Linked DNA regions of Salmo salar: region 1 is linked to region 2. Evidence: chromatin contacts called from public Hi-C data. All regions are on one chromosome and are shown on one strand. The core of a region is the stretch at or near the end of the contact, and the rest is flanking DNA. Distances in the headings are between cores, read along the strand shown.

Region 1 (3,966 bases), core at 217-2,716, 39 kb before region 2:
AGGAAGGGGTCAAGCCAGAGGTTAGGAGGTCAACCGGGGGGATGGGGTCACAGACTAGCAGGCCTAAATATTGGCCTAACCACTCATATCAAGTCAACATGTCTCCAAATACATGCAAATGGATCATGGAGGATCCTGTCTACTCTGTAATTCACTCTTATTTATATATCCAACTGCACTGTGACTGGAAAGCCATGACATGAGCACTACCGTCAACTGACAACGGTTTTACCGTCAAGGCCCTGTATTCTGCTATAGCCTTGGGCCAAAGTCATAACAAGTGACTTATAAAGGTTGGTTGTAATGCCTCCCCCACAGGAACACAACCTGATCCTCAGTAATCTGGACTAATCTGGAATAAGGTCCTGTATGTATGTTTGTCTGTGCAGGATAACTGTGTAGATACACAGTTCCCCTGGCCTGTTGTTGTTGTGTAATAAGAGTGGGAGCACAGAGGAGAGGCCCATCTTAGGGCCAGGTTAGCCACTTTGCACCCGAGTTGTGACCCATCGTAACAAGCCTAGCACAACCATCCGGAGCTCTTGCAAGCTTACATTCTGTTGAAGTGAAGCGAAACAAGAGTGACGCGGTCAGGATGGTCTTGGATCAGGCTAGGTCATAACAGAAGCAAATCCTGAATTGAAAATCAAACAGACCCCAACCCGGGTGCAGATTGAGTGCACTCGTCAAGGAGAGTCAGTGACAACGCTGTCACTGACTGACAATTGTGGCCTTGTTAGGGTCCTTCTGAAGGGTGCAGGTTAGGGAGTTAGTCAGCTTCTCTCTCCAGTAAGAACCGAGAGATAGCCCATGTACTTCCTCCTTCCTACAGCTGAACACTGAGTCTCTTCAGCTACTGAACAGAGCACAGAACAGGAAGTGGACACAGAAGGGGAAGCTGGCTGGCCCACTTGATAACACAACAACGCAAAACACAAGACAACACAACGCAAATTACAACACAACAAACCTGTCTGTCCAATGGAACCGGAAGAGAAACTGTGCTGGTCAAGCATGCAGAGGGTGATATTCTATTATATTTGCTGCTCTAGACAATTGAGATAAGGATGAAGAGTTTGGGCACTACTTACGTGGCATGATCCCTTGGCTGACCAGCTCCTCCCGGGTGCGTCTCTGCTGTAGTTTGAGCTGGAGGACTGCATGAGGACAGTGAGAGAGAGGTAGAGGAGAGTCAGCAACTGCCAGCATGGAAACAACAACAACAACCTCTTCAAAACAAGAGTTTCAGGTCCAGACTCCCATCCTACACTGAAGAATCCGTCTGCAGGGCAGAGAGGGTATCCTTATGTCAACAAACACAGAAGCAGACGGATAGAGCAGGACTCAATGGACAGAACCCTCGCCTTTTTTTACTTCCTCCCTCTTTTTTTTTTTTTTTTGCTGTTGCAAAGGAGGGCGGAGTACATTATTACACACTTCCTGTTTCTATACTCAAAGTGCACTTATAAAAACACAGAAGAATGTGTGTTTGAGAGAGACTCCTTGTTGCATGTACGCCTGACACATCGTTATTTCAAAACAGGAAACATCTCTTACATAACGACTCAGAGATACAGTCAGTAATACAATCGCACAATCAGTCTTGTCTGTCAGCAGACTGTTTTCTCACTGTTTAACCACTTAGGTTGACCTATTAATTAATTCCTCACAGTAGCCTGTATTATCAAGCCAGCTATGGTATACTTCCTTTCATTGTTGAAAGAGTTGCAGTACAAACTACAGTGAGGGAAAAAAGTATTTGATCCCCTGCTGATTTTGTACGTTTGCCCACTGACAAAGAAATGATCAGTCTATAATTTTAATGGTGGGTTTATTTGAACAGTGAGAGACAGAATAACAACAAAAAAATCCAGAAAAATGCATGTCAAAAATGTTATAAAATGATTTGCATTTTAATGAGGGAAATAAGTATTTGACCCCTCTGCAAAACATGACTTAGTACTTGGTGGCAAAACCCTTGTTGGCAATCACAGAGGTCAGACGTTTCTTGCAATTGGCCACCAGGTTTACACACATCTCAAGAGGGATTTTGTCCCACTCCTCTTTGCGGATCTTCTCCAAGTCATTAATGTTTCGAGGCTGACGTTTGGCAACTCAAACCTTCAGCTCCCTCCACAGATTTTCTATGGGATTAAGGTCTGGAGACTGGCTAGGCAACTCCAGGACCTTAATGTGCTTCTTCTTGAGCCACTCCTTTGTTGCCTTGGCCATGTGTTTTGGGTCCTTGTCATGCTGGAATACCCATCCACGACCCATTTTCAATGCCCTGGCTGAGAGAAGGAGGTTCTCACCCAAGATTTGACGGTACATGGCCCCGTCCATCGTCCCTTTGATGCGGTGAAGTTGTCCTGTCCCCTTGCAGAAAAACACCCCCAAAGCATAATGTTTCCACCTCCATGTTTGACGGTGGGGATGGTGTTCTTGGGGTCATAGGCAGCATTCCTCCTCCTCCAAACACGGCGAGTTGAGTTGATGCCAAAGAGCTCCATTTTGGTCTCATCTGACCACAACACTTTCACCCAGTTGTCCTCTGAATCATTCAGATGTTCATTGGCAAACTTCAGACGGGCATGTATATGTATTCTTGAGCAGGGGGACCTTGCGGACGCTGCAGGATTTCAGTCCTTCACGGCGTAGTGTGTTACCAATTGTTTTCTTGGTGACTATGGTCCCAGCTGCCTTGAGATCATTTACAAGATCCTCCTGTGTAGTTCTGGGCTGATTCCTCACCGTTCTCATGATCATTGCAACTCCACGAGGTGAGATCTTGCATGGAGCCCCAGGCCGAGGGAGATTGACAGTTCTTTTGTGTTTCTTCCATTTGCGAATAATCGCACCAACTGTTGTCACCTTCTCACCAAGCTGCTTGGCGACGGTCTTGTAGCCCATTCCAGCCTTGTGTAGGTCTACAATCTTGTCCCTGACATCCTTGGAGAGCTCTTTGGTCTTGGCCATGGTGGAGAGTTTGGAATCTGATTGATTGGTTGCTTCTGTGGACAGGTGTCTTTTATACAGGTAACAAGCTGAGATTAGGAGCAGTCCCTTTAAGAGTGTGCTCCTAATCTCAGCTCGTTACCTGTATAAAAGACACCTGGGAGCCAGAAATCTTTCTGATTGAGAGGGGATCAAATACTTATTTCCCTCATTAAAATGCAAATCAATTTATAACATTTTTGACATGCGTTTTTCTGGATTTTTTTGTTGTTATTCTGTCTCTCACTGTTCAAATAAACCTACCATTAAAATTATAGACTGATCATTTCTTTGTCAGTGGGCAAACGTACAAAATCAGCAGGGGATCAAAAACTTTTTTTCCCTCACTATATTATGTACTGCAAATCTTGCAACAATTAAAGGAAGTAAGTAGACCCTTATCAGTCTTCCAATCAGAACAACTGACCACCTAAATGACTGTGTTTATGAGTCACACTGGTGGCAGGTAGCTTAACAGTTAGAGCTTTGAGCCAGGAACCTAAAGGTCCAAATCCCCAAGCCGACAAAGTGAAAAATCTGTCAACGTGCCCTTGAGCAAGCCACTTAACCCTTTTCTCCAGGGTCGCCGTTGATAATGGCTGACGCTGGCCGTGACCCCACTCTCTGAGGGTGTCTCGGTGGAATTGGGATTAGCAAAAAGCACATTTCCAATTCACACATGCGTATAATGCACACGTGTACATGTGTGAAATAGGCCAAATATAAGCACCCACCTAATTATTATTATTATAGATACACATCTCTCTGTCCTGCTACTGTGTCAGTAACTTGTTGTGACCTTTTTGTTAACCAGGCTTTCTGGGAAACTCACCCCTGGTTTAATTATTGTATGCACTCCTAAGCCACTGCTGCATTTCTAGGAGTGGACTATTTGTTTGTCATCAGTTCCCGTTTTTATGTTGTAGGCTAGTCTCTGTGGAGCGGCCACATGCAGAGTGTATATGTGTGTGT
Region 2 (3,521 bases), core at 959-3,458:
CCACTGCACGCCTACACTAGTCTATGCAGATGTGCTCTGAACACGTTCGCAAAGCAACACAGCAGGCAACCTCCCACCTGGCTGTAATGTGGGTTTTGCATCTTAGAAGTGAAAAACAGCTACACTTCATTGTTAGTAACCCCACTCATCTGTCATCAGCTTGTCACAGAGGACAAATGCTCAGTGATGATGTATGACATGATAAATCTATAAGTTACAGTCATCAATGGAAGGTAATGGAGATCTAGCTAAGCTATATTGTGACAACAACAAGAGATGAGTGATGGACTGGATGTTGAACGGGAAATGTGAATTTACCCGTTCCGCTAAATCCTTGAAAACAAATGGGATGGTTTTTCCATTTCAGCACACAGCTAGGAAGAGTGCTGAAAGAGAAGGGAAAGAGATTGTCATTAGTCCAAGCACATTGCTACAAATTGGCCTAGCAACTATTCATCAATCATTGTATGCAAACTCACCATGGCATGATGCAGATCATTCATGACATGAATACAAACTAGCGAACTATTTAGGTAGCTATGCATGTAGCTCTATGGTGCAACATGATGAAGAGATAATCTCGTTTGGCCCAATAGCTGTTAACATGTCGATATCAAGGGCAATGTGTATGATTAGATAGCCAAATCCACAGTTAGCGTAATAGCTAACCACAGATGTCACGACAGCTGTCATTGGCTCATATGGCTGATAGCTTACGTTACACAATACCCTTTGACAACAATACAGTATCTACCCAGCAAACATGACCCCATGTGAGTATTTGGTGGGCACGGGCTAACCCACAACAAGCCCAACACGGGCTAGCCCACAACAAGCCCAACATGGCTTTCCCACACTAGTCCAACAAAGGTTAGCCCACACCAAGCCCAGCTTCTTCATAAATGTAAAGGTGGGGGCTCATTAGAATAGTTAGTGGCGTGGTTTGCAAATATGTTAAAGTGAAAAAAATGAGTGTTTGGAACTTTAAAGACAATTATCTAGGAATCATATTTTTTCAGATAGAACCTTATAGTTCTATGGTTATTTTTGTGCAATCTTACTAGTGAATTTAAAAAGAAAAAAATACCTTGTACATTGTCAATGACGAATACTGTAAAACAATATATATTTATAAGTGCATGAGACATGACAACTAAGTTTCTCTGGTAATGATATATATATATATATCATTACCAGAGAAACTTAGTTGTCATATATATATATATATATGATAACGACAACATTGTTGTCTTTCTGATACAATGTAACAGGCAGCCGATCCAAAAGGGTGGGCTTATTTCAGGAAAAGTGAGGGCTGCCCTTGGGGCCAATGTGGAGCCTTTGAGCAAAGGCGCATCCTACATGGGTTTAACCCGCATTGGGACCACATCCTGCCAATGTGGGCACATTTTCTAGGCAAAGTGAGGGCTACCCTCACCCCCACACTGAGCCAATGTCTTTGGGGCAAATGTGGAGCCGATGATCAGAAGGCACATCGGCCCAATGTGGGAAGCCTACATGTGGCCAATATTTTTGCCCGCATTGGGCCCATATTGTCATTGTGCCAATGTGGACAAATTGGCTCGGTATCTAGGCTAGTTAACTACGCAGTGGGAGCTCACCTGAAAATTGTCCAACGCAGAACTATTGAATAACGAAATCCAATACCTCCACAACAGCGAAGAGAAAAGGGGTTTAAGCGAATCTATCAACAGTAAAACTAGACAAGTCCACCTCCCCGGCTACAAACAGCTAACGTTAGCTACAAGAAATAGCTAGCTTAGCATCTGATGCTAGCAGCTACCTGTCAGTCTAGTCACGCGGTGGTAATATCGAAGTATCTTGCTCTATATCGTGATGTTAAAGATTGAGAAAACGCATTAATTCATTAGTTACTTATCACTGTCGCTATTATTGTTGTTAACGAGGTTAAAAGCCTTCGGCTTTAGTGGTGCACCACTTCCGACTCACAACGGAAACTTTGACCGGAAAACCCTCCTCTCAGCCAGAAAGGCAAATCGTTACTGCCATATAGCAACAACTTGATGACCAGTATCAAATATATACTCACATCTAACCACACGACTGAATGAGATGTCAACTGCTTTGGGAATAATGTAGCTATGGCATAGATGTTTTTCCAGTCTTGCCTTGAATTGAAGAGAAGTTGAATCATGGCAATAAACTCTTTCTGTGTTGTGGGCTTGTGGAGTGAAATGCATGGTCTGTGGCGCCACCTACGGGTTATTTCTGATCCCTTTCCAAAACTCAGGCCTGACAGTCATCGGAAGTTCGACATCGAATAGATTAGATGATGGGTGAGTTTTAGCAAGCATATGGAGTTGCATAACCATCACTTAAGAATATCTGACTTTTAAGAAAGTGCTCATCATTATGATCAGATTATTGTACATGTCTTATATGATCTTTCACTGATTAAAGTGAAACTGGAAACACATCTCCCTCACTAGCTTTAAGCACCAGTTGACAGAGCAGCTCACAGATTACTGCACCTGTACATAGCCCATCTATAATTTAGCCCAAACAACTACCTCTTCCCCTACTGTATTTATTTATTTATTTTGCTCCTTTGCACCCCATTATTTCTATTTCTACTTTGCACTTTCTTCCACTGCAAATCTACCATTCCAGTGTTTTACTTGCTATATTGTATTTACTTCGCCACCATGGCCTTTTTTTTGCCTTTACCTCCCTTATTTCACCTCATTTGCTCACATTGTATATAGACTTATTTTTCTACTGTATTATTGACTGTATGTTTGTTTTACTCCATGTGTAACTCTGTGTTGTTGTATGTGTCGAACTGCTTTGCTTTATCTTGGCCAGGTCGCAATTGTAAATGAGAACTTGTTCTCAACTTGCCTACCTGGTTAAATAAAGGTGAAATAATTTTTGGGCCCGAACAATAATACAAGTATGTAAAACTGTCTAATAAACATTCTGCAGTGAAGTGCATGAGACGCACACACTACATAATACATTGTGAAACTGTGATCTGATGAATTCTTTTAAGATGCATCCTTTCCATTTTTATGAACCTGATTTTATTTGGTAAATTGTGTGTGTGTGTATATATACAGAGCTCCAGAAGATGGCTGCAGAGGTGTTTGGGATGGAGGCAGCTCTCAGGGCTTCTGAGTGGTGCAGTGGTCTAAGGCACTGTATCTCAGTGCAAGAGGTATCACTGCAATCCCTGGTTTGAATCCAGGCTGCATCACCTCTGGATGTGATTGGGAGTCCCATAGGGTGGCGCACAATTGGCCCAGCGTCGTCTGGGTCTGGCCGGGGTAGGCCGTCATTGTGAATAAGAATTTGTTCTTAACTGCCTAGTTAAATAAAGGTTAAATAAAAAAAATAAACATCCCCTCTGGAACCATGGTAAACCTCATAACCAGCGACAGCCCGCCCAAATATATATATATATATATATATATATACATACATACATACATACAAAACATTAAGAACACTGGCTCTTTCCATGACAGACTGACCAGGTG

The links. A called contact is a pair of places that touch in the nucleus more often than the background predicts.
Region 1: a contact with region 2 is called in a Hi-C map of gill, with 2.0 times the contacts expected there. The contact joins the enhancer-like site here to the promoter of mrtfab in region 2. A contact is called at or near these places in 3 of 3 Hi-C or Micro-C datasets (blood, gill and muscle).

What each region holds. Positions count from the first base shown.
Region 1 is chrssa28:13,747,906-13,751,871 of Ssal_v3.1, reverse strand. mrtfab (myocardin related transcription factor Ab) reads right to left here. Exons shown (of 18, transcript XM_045710328.1): 4 at 1,092-1,157. Among protein-coding and RNA genes, the nearest start is that of mrtfab, 39 kb to the right of the region's middle. Within about 2 kb of position 1,466, at least 4 of the 13 cell types and tissues checked have an H3K27ac peak or open chromatin away from gene starts, as enhancers often do. A contact at or near this core is called in gill, where this site is marked.
Region 2 is chrssa28:13,710,058-13,713,578 of Ssal_v3.1, reverse strand. It overlaps mrtfab (myocardin related transcription factor Ab), which reads right to left and starts at 2,208. Exons shown (of 18, transcript XM_045710328.1): 1 at 2,072-2,208; 2 at 319-386.